2 separate regions of the Arachis hypogaea genome follow, and region 2 is linked to region 1. A link is a contact called in public Hi-C data. All regions are on one chromosome and are shown on one strand. Each heading gives the region's core, a stretch centred on a gene start, on an enhancer-like site or on the middle of the called end of the contact. The rest is flanking DNA. Distances are from core to core; before and after follow the strand shown.

Region 1 (6,657 bases), core at 1,213-3,712:
TTACAGTGCCATTGTAGCCATCAAGAACACTCTACAAACCAGACATCACAGACATGTTAAGCTGTATAACATTAAAAAAGACGACAATGATGATGGTGAAGGTTAGATATGTTTATGAAATCATGAGTGACACTAACATAAAGAAGAAATAGATAGAATAGCTCAGTAGAAGATATTCGTGAGCAAATTAAATTAGGACATGAACCACCATAACAGACCTCAACAACTGGCTTAGCCACAACTTCATAGACACGTTTCTGTGATGCATATTCAGTAAGCACCTCATCAAATTCGTATGTGTCAGAATCCCAGTTGTTTCTACGAAGTTTCAACCTCTTAAGCTGAAGAGGAGCAGAAAAAGTAAATGAATCCACTTTACCAAAATAAAGCAAAACATTGAATCTACATACATTAGCTAATCAAGTAAACTGGATGCACCTCTGGTTGCAGTTCGACACAGTCAGCAAAATCAGCATCTGCTATCATTTCTTCAGCATTTCGAGGTCTCAATCTCACTGCCACTCGAACTCTTCCAGGCACTGTACATAAAAACTTTGGAATTGGCTTCCATTCAAAATAAAATCATGACTTCAGTATGAGGGACGTGCAAGAAAACTAAAAGTCTAGACCCTGTATATCTAGTATCTCTAGATATATTGGCCAGTTGGAGGCCCTATAAGTCTATTCCTTCCTCTTTCTTTATCTGTTCAGTATCCTTTTCAGCATAATTTATACTAAAATCTTATGCAGCCCGAAGTTCCCCCTTTGTCAAGTTTCAAACTTGCAGTTGAAAGGCAATGACACAGGAGCATGTATGAGCCCCATATAGATTTGGTTGTTACAGTTGGAACCCCATTTAAATTTTAAAAGACTCAATCCTGAACTATCAAATTAACCTGGACTTTAGGAATGGCATCTCCTCATCACCAGGAGGTCGTAAATCATAGTTGGTCCAAAATAAATATGGATGGATTGCTCTTCTAGCAAGTTCTTCCTGAGTAAGTCCCTTCACACATTCCCAACAAACACAACTTTGAACCTAAGCTGTTCATGAATATATATATATATATATATATATATATATATATATATATATATAATCTGGATATAACTACGTCAAAAATCATTGGCATTTTAACATTTCAAACTGATCATTTCCTTATACTCTATTTTCGGTTCAAAAGATGCATTTCATCAACCAACATCCTAAGTCGCTTCCCATAATAAATGAAAATGTACAAGCAAAATACATAATTTTACACTTCATAAAGTATCTGCTAACTACCATACAAACTCAATTATTGAAAACTTTGATTCTCGTTATACGGAAGGATGTAAGATATGGGGAGAGTAAGATTACAGAAATAAACAAGACACACATTAACAAGGGTGATTAATAAAACAACCTCAGACCAAGCTCTTAGGCATGAACTGATAGCATCATAAAAACAAAGGAAGTACCCAAACCAAATGCTTTAAATTGAAAGGAAAAGAAAATAATTTCACACTACTCCTTCAAAATTATTGCCCTCCCCATTGTGCTTAAATTGAAAGCCTTGCTTAGAACCAGAAACCACCAAAAGCTACACATATTGATGACCGATATCATCATCTGGGGCTCTAATAACACCACACATTCCAAAACTCCAGATCTAAACTAAACTAAATGAAAGAGAAAACGGGGTTTAAATAAAAAAGCAATGTGCAACATGCATCTCATTATTTTCTTTCCACACACATGACTAGTCCTACTCCTATATATCACAATTGTTATGGCGCTTTCTTTCTATTCACAATTCTAACAGCCAAAAAATACATATAAAAATTGCAACAACCACCACCAACCAATACCACCACATAAACACATAATCATACAAAACTAACCAGTCATAATTGCATCATAGATCACAAAAAAGAAAGAGTCATAATGAAGAGTGAGAAGTGGTGTGCTTCATTATTTGAGTCCAACTGACAAATGCTACTACTTAGACTTACATTCTCTCCCTCTCTCTCTCTCTCTCTCTCTCTAGAAGGAGATGGTTGAGGGGACTGACCGGCGTCGGCGTTGCGGGGGGCGGAGGAGTTACGGCGGAAAGTGGATCCCGGAGAGGGAGGGCGGTGGCGGGGCTTGAGAGGGCGATCGAACTTGTTGCTAATGATTCCTCTCTGGGTGCCGTTTCGATGAATGTTGCTGGAAGCCATTGATTTGATTGACGGCAGAAAACGGCAACTGAGTTTTCTGCGTTTTGGGAAATAAAAGAAGAAGAAGAAAAAGAAGGTGGGAATTATGCGTGGGTGCGACTCAGTAATGGGAGAAGGGACCGTGACGGGTGGGACCCAAAAGAGTTGTGAGTGGGACCCTTTAAGTACTGTGAATTGGAGAAGAATAAAGAAAATAAAGAAGCTTTCAGCTTAGGGTGAGACCGTGAGAGTGAGGAAAATATTTTAACCTGAAACTCAATCGGGGTGTTGTTTACAATGGATCTTTCATTTAGGGACCATTCGTGGTCTTTGACTATTGCCATCATTGGATTGGAAAATAATTTTAGTTAGTAAGAGGGATGGCTGGATGGGTATTGTGTAATGGAGGGTGTAGCATAAGAAATAAGAGCTGAGCACATCGTATGATCGTAAAGCTATTAAACTCATATTGTACTCTTGTCGACTTGTAGCTGTGAAAACGTGGGTACTTTTTTGAGAGAAAAAATTATTTTGAGTAGATTTGTTGAGTTAACAAGCAAGTTATCCAAACAAGTACGGTAAGAACTCGTAAACACATTGAACTCCTCTAATTAAAGCATAAGCACTGAAGTTGGATTAATGATTTAAAATTGGGTGGTTTCTCCCAAATCCGTGCATGTTCGAAGGTGATTAATCTTGCTTATGTGTCATTCGATTATTGGATCGTGTCTTGTCTTCAAATTGACCGTGTGCTATACCGTGTATGCTGTATTGAAGTTTATAACACTATGTGGTAGGTACCGTATAATTTGTATTTCTTTTGTATTTTAAAAATTTATCATCAAGGATAACGATTAACGAAATGAATTTTAGAGTAGGATCTCTCATTAATTAACCTTGTTAAGCTGTGAATCGGGTTAGTCCGATCTCTTTACATTCGGTCCATCTAAACTTGTGATTTGCGAATTAATGAGTCGGGTATGTCTTATGTTCTTGTCTGACTAAACAGGATGTTATTCGGTTCTTAGCAGTTGGTATCGAACTGTTATTTTTAATTCCTAACTGGTGGTTTGAATGTCCGAATTTTTTGTCTAGGAGATATATATTACGTTGCACAAAGAATGAAAAAAAGAAGTATACTTGCAAAAAGTATTTCGATACTTAAGTTAGTATTATGTATTTAGTGTGTATAAATTTTGAAGATATAACGTATTATTTTTTATATGTGAAATTAGACACTAACAATTATGTTTTTTGTAATTATTTTCATTGAAGAGTAATAATATCATATAAAAATGCAAAGTGTACGTTTTTGTATAAAGCTAATTTATAGCGTTCGAATGAATTGTAACGTCTGGGCCGAGTTATAACGTGTAAAGCCGATTTATGACTATTTTGATTGGGTTGTAACGGTCATATCATAGTTCCCAAGTTTGGTATGTTGTCATTTTGATAAAACAGGTTGAGCTAAAATTCGGCAAATATAATAGGTATGAAGTCCCCAGTTCAACATACTTTATCAAAATAAAAAAAAGTTTAATAAATAATTGTTTAATTAAATAAAGACTGAGATAGAATTAATGATATCTTTGAACAGTTGTACTTTACCTTTGCACTTACCAATGATATTTGAGCTGTCTGCTTTTATTGGATCTGACGGTTGGGGCTTTGGGTTGGAACTCAAACAGTTTTTTAATTTGCATGTTGAATTAAATTTGGAATTCAAATAGTTGACATAGATTTCGTTTCCTCTCCTATCAAAACGTGTTGGAAAGAGGATTGATAAAGATATGAACAAAAGAGGTACGCCCTTTTTACTGTCTTTTCTGTGTCGCTTTCTTTCTCCGCATCTCTTGTGTTTTAGAAATGGGTAATAAAAAGGTGAAAAGGATCAACCGTTAGTAGAAGATGGTACGTATGAGTGGGTTAGTGATGATGTAAAGGTATGGTGGTCGCTGTTTGTAGATAAAGACAGTGTGAGTGAGATAGATGTGGGTAAAATTGTTAGGGTGGGTTCTGGAGTTCGTGTCGAGTTACTGCCATGTTCTAGAGCTGATCGCGTGTTTCATAGGAGGAGTGATTTTGAGTTTTTTTTCATGCATAGTTGTGTTTTTGAAGAATTGGATGTAAAACTTCCATTTACTGAATTTAAATGTTCTGTTCTCAAACAGTTGAACTGTGCACCATCACAGCTTCATCCTAATGGACGGGCGTTCCTGCGATGTTTTGAAATTCTGCTTGATTTTTTAGAGTTCAAACCTTCTTTGGAATTGTTCTTTTCGCTGTTTCAAGCAAAAAGAATTTGGAAAGGTGGTTGGGTTAATTTAAACAGTACTCCTGGATTTTCTATTTTTAAACTGTATAAGTCTTCCTTCAAAGACTTCAAAGAAATGTTTTTAAAGGTGAAGAGTGTCGAGGATTTGTTTCCCTTTTATTAGGATGAAAATCTCGCTAAAATTTTTTCTCTATTTTGGTCCTCTCAGCCCCAACATATTCTTGATCCTGAGGGGATTAGTGCGAGAAATGAGTGCATAATTAAATTTTTGTAGAAGTTGTGAATAAGACGAACTTGATATCAGTGTTTGACTTGCTTCCTTGGGAGGATAATAAGCAATTTGTATTTGAATATTTGGATAAGATTTTGTTGAATTGTTGTCGATACAAGGGAGAGATGTTTGTGTGGTTTTCGTCTAATTTTCCTTTATGTGTTTAAACAGGTGAGAAGTATCCAGGAGTGTCTACTACAAGCTTTAGGACTCGCTTTAAAAGTAAAAAACTTAGAAAAAGAAGATTCATCCTCCAAACCAAAGAAAATCGGTGTTGAGGGTGAGGTGAATCATCCTTGGCATGGACGAAGAAAAGTTATCTTAAAGAAGAGAAAGTCTGATGTTGTTGATCTTGATGGCTCTAAAGGTGTTTATGAGAGAGGAAGGGAGATACCTCTTGAAGAGCTCATCTCTTTTGTGGATCAAAAGAGGTTACATGGTTTTGCTGAGGAGGCAGATGAGTCCTCACTTTGGGGTAAGGATTTTTCATATATGGTCATTGCGGATGAATTTGGTCAGTCATCAGTGGATAAGGTTTTGGCTTAAAAGGTTGGGGACATAGCTATCAGTAAGGGTGAGCACGGGTCGGTTTGATTCGTGTTTATGGTAAAATTAGAACCGAACCGATCAAAATATAATTGGTTTGGTTTGGTTCGGATTTGCATTTTTTTGTACATGTATCCGAACCAAATCAAACCGATTAAGAACGGATTGGTTCGGTTCGAGTAATTGGGTACCCGATGACTTTCAAATTCATAAAAAAAAGATTTAATTACTCTGTTAGTTCTTATAGTTTTGTGAAATTTTCAATTAGGTCCCTATACTTTTTTTCTTTTTAATTGAGTCCCTACACTAAATTTTTTTTCAATTAAGTCATTCTTAGTAGTAATTGGCTTAATTTTATAGGGACCCAACTAAAAAAAAAAAGAATTGGTATAGGGACCTAAATAAAAGGAAAAAAAAGTATAGGGACCCAATTAAAAAAAATTGGTGCAATGATTCAATTAAAAGGAAAAAAAGTATAGGGACCTAATTGAAAATTTTGTAAAACTATAGGGACCAACAGAGTAATTAAACCTAAAAAAACTAAATTTTTATCTTGAAAATTCAACAAGTACAATAAACATGTAACATCAATAGAAATAATCCAAACATGTTAAACACCAAATACATTAAAAACTAAGCTCACTAAAATCCAAATATATTAATAATGAATAATCATTGTCTAATGGAAAAGTCATATATATATTTATTTATTTTTATTTAATTAACATATAATCGGGTTCATGGGTTGGTTCGGGCTCCGCACCCCCAAAATCGGTACCCGAACCACATCACTAACAAAAGTCATTGGTTTGGTTCGGGTTCAGACGGGTAATCGGGTACCCGCTACCCGTGCTCACCCCTAGCTATCGACCAGTTTATGCAGGTATTGGTTTGTGGTTTGTTGTATGTATTTTTTGTCGCTATGTTGATCGATTTTTTTTAGATGGTCGTTTTGCGGATGGCTAGTTTGGGTCATAGTCAAGAAATTAAGCATAAGAAGTTGTTGGGCTTATCTGAGGAGTCAAGTAGACTGAGTGAAGAGTTAAACTCGAAGAAGAATTTGATTGTCGAGCTTGAGGCAAAGTTAGTTGAGAAAGAGAAAAAGTTGAAAGTTGTGAAGGATAACTATGAGAAGAAGTCCGAGTTGTTGAAGAAAATAGATGCTAACCTATCTAGTAATAGTGAAGATGAAGGATTTGGAGAAGGGAAAACAAGCTGAAATCTTGGATGCTTTCGTGGAGGGTTTTGAGCGCGTTGTTCTGAAGGCTAAGTTCTTAGTACCAGACAAAGATCTGTCTCAAATGGATCCTGGGAAGATAGTCCGTGACAGATCCTTAGTTGAAGATGAAGAAGCAGTGGAGGAGGGGGATGATAATTTAGATCA
Region 2 (6,657 bases), core at 1,849-4,348, 44 kb after region 1:
TGAAGTTGCATTATTTATTAGGAAAATAGAGTAAACTTGATTTAGTTGTTACAACAGAAAACTACTAATAAAAAATCAATAAAGATAAATGAAAAATGTTGAGGATACTTAAAGTTGGAAAAAAATAAAATAAAAATTAAATTATCATTAGAATTTGTAATTTTTATCATATTAGATTATTATTTTAATTTAAGAGTAAAGAAACTTTTACTTATTCATCTTATTAAAAACTTAATATCATAAAACTATATTTATTCACAAGTAGTATTAACACCAATACTGTTAATTAGTCACGACAAGAAGACTTCGCCCAAATACATTTTAAAAAACGGGAGAGAATATTACCTTAGTTATGAACATTACCTTAGTTGCATTGGAGCTTTTTTCGGTGGAAAAAGTATTTTCAAAATTTTTATGGTCCAATATTCTCTATAAATCATAGCCATTGAATTTTTGAATCAATAGCTTAGATTTAAAACTTTTATTAATAATATAATAATTATATATATGTTTAAATATTTTTACAAATACTTCTATTTAAAAATTATATTTTTGATTGTCCTTATTTTTCATCTTTTTTCCATCATCCTCTCTTGCCGGTAGCATCGCTAAAAACAGGAGCACGACCGCCATGAAGAGCCGCCGTTGTCGTCATCTTCTTGGGCTGTCTCTGCATGTGCCATCCTCACCGTCGTTCATCTGCATCTTGCCATCACCGAACCGCCGTCGTCGTTATCTAGATATTTCAATGGCTGCCGCAGATGTTGAGTTCCGGTGCTTCGTTGGTGGGCTTGCATGGGCCACCGATAACGAAGCTCTAGAGAAAGCTTTCTCTGTCTACGGAGAAATCGTTGAATCGAAGGACCGTTTATTGCAGGCATCATCGATCGGGATCTGAACACCGATTCGGATTTGGATTTGTTACCGCTATCCATCTGATCTGTGATATGTGTTTTGTGATCTGTTTTTCATTACTTGATCTCTGTGTTATTCTTGTTACATAGATCAATTTCTATTCGGTTCTCGAATTTGTTAATTATCTTTGTTCTTACTCAGATCTGATGTGAATTCTCGTGGTTGTGTTCAAGTTATTAACGATCGCGAAACTGGAAGATCTAGAGATTTCAGATTTGTGACATTTGTTTTTGAGCAAGCCATGAGGGATGCGATTGATGGCATGAACGGCTCCAACCTTAACGGTTGTAACATCACTGTCAACGAGACTCAATCCCGTGGAGGTGGCGGAGGTGGTGGCTTCAGAAGCGGAGGCCGCGGTGGATATGTGGTGGCGAATTTAGCCGTGGCGGCGGCGGTGGATACAGAGGCGGGACCATCATGAAGATAGATACAACAGAAACGGTGATGGCAGCAGTGACTACGGAGAAAAAGATGTGAGAAAAAAAAGAAGATGGAAGAAGAAGAAGATGATGAGAATATTTATATAATTTACTATTTTATTTTATAATTTTTTTTCAAGACCACAAGAATTTGAATATACTTTACCCAACTAAAACAAAGCCTAGTTGCATTAATTTTATTGTACCGCCTTCTTAGCTACTTTCACGGGAAAAATTCTACATTATTCCTTTGTAAGATTTGGTTTCAATATTACATGATTTTGAATATAGGACAACTTTGGCATTGTGGTAGCCATTTATGAAAATTGAAAGAGACATCAACTGGGTAAACATGATCAGTGTGATCGCAACACAATTGTGTATATATATACAGGGCCACACATATTCCTCAACTTAAATCAATAACACCAACAACCATGATACACTTTTTAATTTAGATATGGAAGGAGAAATAATGTAGGACACAGTTATGGAGTGTATGAGTGTTTTACGCAGTTGTGGTGTCAAGAGCAAATCGGATCGTCTGATTTGTGTTTAAAAAATTTAAAAAAATTACATTACACAAATCGGACCGTCGGATTTGTATTTTAAACAATTAAAAAAATTTAATATTAAAATCGGACCATTCGATTTTTGTTTTCAAAATAAATTTTTTAAAAAGTACAAATCGGATCCTCCGATTTTTCCTCATACATTCGATTTGTGTTCAAATTTTTTTTAATAAAGAAATCGGACAATCCGATTTCTTCACTTTATGGTTGAGAAAAAATTATCCCACATTCATGTCTAGCACCACCCACCTCTAAGGGTGGCAATGGGTAGGGTATGGTAGAGTTTGGAGCCAATCCTAACCCTACCCACGGGTTGAAAATTTCATATAAACTTAACCCTACTCTACCTGCGGGTTGAGAATATCTCAACCTTAACCCTATCCATTCTCAACCCGCGGGTACCCGACCCTACCCGCGGGTTATAAAAAAAATGTAACATTATTATATAACTTGATAATAATTTAAAATAGAATTGATTTTTATGTAAAAAAATATTAAATTATCAATTAATAATCTTCTTTTAGTAGCTAAGGATTTTTTTCATTTAGTGAGAGATCTTTAGTTCAACATCCACTTGAAACATATTTTTATATAAGTATATAATATATACATATATAGGGTGCGGGTTGGTCGGATAGGATTGAAGCTCAACCCGCACCCTATCCGACCCACATAAAAATCCTACCCGCACCCTACTCTACTCGCTGCGGATCGGGTTGGCAACCCTACCCAACCGGATGGGATCGAATTGGGTATTCGCAGGTAGGGTACATATTGACACCCCTATCCACCTCCATACCCATACACAACACACACAGAATTTACATATCCAAAAAAATTAGCCACTATGGTATGTCACTAATTTCCTCTGATTTCCTTTTCTTCTTTATTTATTTTTCTTTTTTTTGGGAGGGGGGAGGGTCTTGGGCAACCCAGGACCAGAACAGAGAACCCATGTTCCCCATCCTTTTGCGCGCGCGCGAGAGAGAGGCTGGATTTACCATGCTACGATGCGGCTTCCTCTCCTCAGCAACCCGGCGCGGTGATCGGAACCGTGAGCGCTGAGGGAAATTTTTCAGAGAAGGGAGGTTTTCTTTCTTTTTTTTGGTCAGGACAACGGGCCCTTAGCTAGGCCCTAACCCAAACAATACAAAGCTTCACTCGATTCAGCTTCAGGCTGCGTTTGAACTTGCTCTTCACCTGACCAAAAAGAAAAAAAGAACTTGCTCTTCGAGAAGGGACGTTTCTATAACGGCTTCCTTTTCTTTTGGGCATGACACATTTCTTTTTGTACTGGCCCAGTTTTTTATTCTTTTTAAATATTTTTTTAGATTGCTTGTTTAAACTATTGTGCGTGTTCCATTATTTGTGACTAGTTAGTTTTTCTTTTATTTTGGGCTACGGCCCCATCAGTTTACCCAATTTTTTTTTTATATTCTCATATTATTTGCCTCTAATTGAATTAAAAGTAAAGTATTATTTTTGTCCCAACGTTTGGGTAAATCTCAAAATTGTTCCTAATGTTTCAATCGTCCTATTTACGTCTCTAATGTCTTAAAATTGACTCAATGTTGTCCTGCCGTTAGGGATCCATTAATAAAATTAACGGCGGGACAAAATTGAGACGATTTTGAAACGTTAGGGACGTAAATATGACTAAAACGTTAGGGACAAAAACGAGTACATAGAAATAAATTTTAATTTTATTCTTCAATAATATCAATTTTTTATTATACATAGTATTCAATTATTTTTAATCATATTTACACTTAATCACCTTATTTTCATTCTAAATAAATTAATTTTTTTATAATTTTACGCTTAAAGTAATATAATTTTTTTATAAATAAATAAATTTTATACTTTCATTCTAAATAAATAATGTAATTTTACTTTCATTACTTAATCACATTACTTATATTTTTTTTTTATAGTTTTACACTTTCATTCTAATCACATTACATTATTTATTTAGAATAAAAGTGTAAAATTTATTTATTTATAAAAAATACATTACTTTAAGTGTAAAATTAAAAAAATAAATTTATTTAGAATGAAAATAAGGTGATTAAGTGTAAATATGATTAAAAATAATTGAATACTATGTACAGTAACAAATTGATATTATTGAAGAATAAAATTAAAATTTATTTCTATGTATCGTTTTTGTCCCTAACGTTTTAGTCCTATTTACGTTCCTAACGTTTCAAAATCGTCTCAATTTTGTCCCCCCGTTAATTTTATTAACGGATCCCTAACGGCAGGACAACATTGAGTCAATTTTAAAACGTTAGGGACGTAAATAGGACGATTGAAACGTTAGGAACAATTTTGAGATTTACCCCCAAACGTCGGGGACAAAAACAATACTTTACTCTTGAATTAATTAAACAACTAAACTTCTGAATTTTTGCCTTATTGATATGTTTTCAATTTTACAGAACCATGTTCATATGGACAAAATATTAATTAAGATTAAGATTTTCAAATCAAATCTATTTATTTTCTTTAAAAAACCTCAAAACCATCAATTTGTCACTTATTTTATATATATATGCTAGAAATAGTCCTCTAATCAAATCAAATCTTTTATTTATTTTCTTTAAAAAACCTCAAAACCATCAATTTGTCACTTATTATATATATATATATGCTAGAAATAGTCCTCTAAACTAAACTAATATTCCTTTTTGTTTTTTTGTTTTAGACAAACTAATCCTTTCACTTCCTCAAATGATTTATTGAAGAACGAAAAATAACAATTTTATACAAGAATTAAGAATTTTTTGGTTGAAGAAAACGTATTTTATTTTCATTTTCAATATTTTATAAACTTAAAATTTAATAACAATGTAAAAATTTAAAATAATTAAAATAAAAATTCTTTTTTTTACTTATTTAAAACACAAAAATAAAAAAAAAATGTGATACATTTTTTTTTTCAAACCGAAACACGAATATTAAAGTAGCTCCATAGCCAAATTGAAAACAACAATTTACGAGTCACTAGTCTCCATACACACATCACACTAACAGCTAAACACATAGCATAGGCATCACGTCCTACTTTCATTATCTGCACTATAGAATTTTTTTTTTTTTAGTGTAAACTAACTTTTTCTTTATTTTTTTTCCAGCAATCTGCTAATTTGAAAATGCAACGTACTGGAACCCCCCACAACCATGTAAATTGGTTTTTTTTTTAAATATTATATCACTTGTATTTTATCTAAAAAAAAGTTGATTATTGTATTTTATTCAATTAGATGATAAAAATATATATAAGATATCTCAATATTATTTAAAAAATTATTCTAAAGAATCGTTACAGAGATTTAATTATCAAAAAAAAGCTTTAGTATTAAATTATTAAAAAATTTAAATTTTTTTATAAAAAACAAATATCTGTAAATTATTTTTTTATAAATATATTTTCTTTTTATTTAAATATTTATCTGTCTTTTTCAAATTTTATCTATACACCCTTATTTATAACAAAAAAAATTATTATTGCAAACCATTAATTACATTAATAATTTAGTTATTGTTTTTGAAGGTTATTGGAAGTCTGGAACCATGAAATACTCACAAAAGTGGTGGAAAAAGATATCATCCACAATGACATTAATCTTTTCACTAATATACTGGTTGTTTCGGGAGTTAACACCTAGCGTTCGAGATTTATACCTCTGGTATCATCAACAATCAATTTATTCTTTAAAGAGTACTGCTCCTATATAGAGGAGTTAACACCTCAGGTTGGATTTGGATCCTCTAAATTTTAAAATTCACTTTAGAAGATAAAGTTAAATCTATCACCATTTATGTCATAAGTAAGACCAAGAAAAAACATGAGAGATAAAACATTCAATGATAAAAGATTTAATTTTATCCTCTAAAATAAAAATCTAAAATTTAGAGTATCCAAATTCCCTCAAATTAGAGGTTCTATACTCCTCAGTATCTATTTTATAATTACGCAACAGTTAGATTTTGCTAGAAGTTTTGAAATTGGAGAAAAGCAAATATTAAATTTTCGGCACACTTTTTTCATAACTATCCTAGTGGATTCCAAGATCTTCCAAAAACCAGCACAAATAGGAATATCAAAATAACAAGAAAGTAATTGACTTACTTTCTTGTTACTGTGATATTCTTATTTGCGTTGACTTATGAAAGATTTTAGGGTCCACTTGAATGGTTGGTTCTTAGAGAACTCTTCCCATTGGAGATAAGATCAACAGCAGAATACAGTGGTGTGTGTCAACATGATTTTCACTGCCTAAATCAAATGCCTCCATCTGTGGCCTCTTCTCTTACTCTTCTTTCAGCATTAAAATCCAAGGGGTCGTTTCTGTTCTGCGCCGGAGAACTTCATAAACCAACTGTATCTGCAGCTTCAAAAATGAACAACAAAGAGTTAAGCTTGGAAATGATTCCACAATGGCACCCAAAGCCCTAACTAAATGACACTCCATTAGTTCATACAAACAATCATAGAAAAAGAAAAAATAAACTCAAACAAACAAAACAAAACAAAACAAGCAATTAATTTTGAGAAAAGGGTGGGGGCAAAACAAACCGAAACCACTTGTCCAACCTGATCGACCAAATTATAGAGGTTCTCATCGACCTCAGAGGGTCCAGATCCCCAATGTACAACAACGTCGTAATGAACTGCTTCGAAGCATTTGCAGCACCCGCCGCCGCCATCGGTAAAGTTCCGCTGTGACGCTGTTCTGTGGATC

The links. Hi-C and Micro-C count contacts between places; a contact is called where the count stands out from the background.
Region 2: a Hi-C map of an unstated tissue shows a contact between it and region 1, with 4 times the contacts expected there. The contact joins the enhancer-like site here to the promoter of LOC112797296 in region 1. A contact is called at or near these places in 4 of 8 Hi-C or Micro-C datasets (leaf and an unstated tissue).

The regions. Positions count from the first base shown.
Region 1 is chr4:112,024,325-112,030,981 of arahy.Tifrunner.gnm2.J5K5, forward strand. It overlaps LOC112797296 (kinesin-like protein KIN-UB), which reads right to left and starts at 2,463. Exons shown (of 19, transcript XM_025840149.3): 1 at 2,055-2,463; 2 at 439-539; 3 at 219-341; 4 at 1-31. The coding sequence starts at 2,202.
Region 2 is chr4:112,067,218-112,073,874 of arahy.Tifrunner.gnm2.J5K5, forward strand. It overlaps the pseudogene LOC112797298. Among protein-coding and RNA genes, the nearest start is that of LOC140184476, 18 kb to the right of the region's middle. Within about 2 kb of position 3,099, at least 3 of the 3 cell types and tissues checked have open chromatin away from gene starts, as enhancers often do.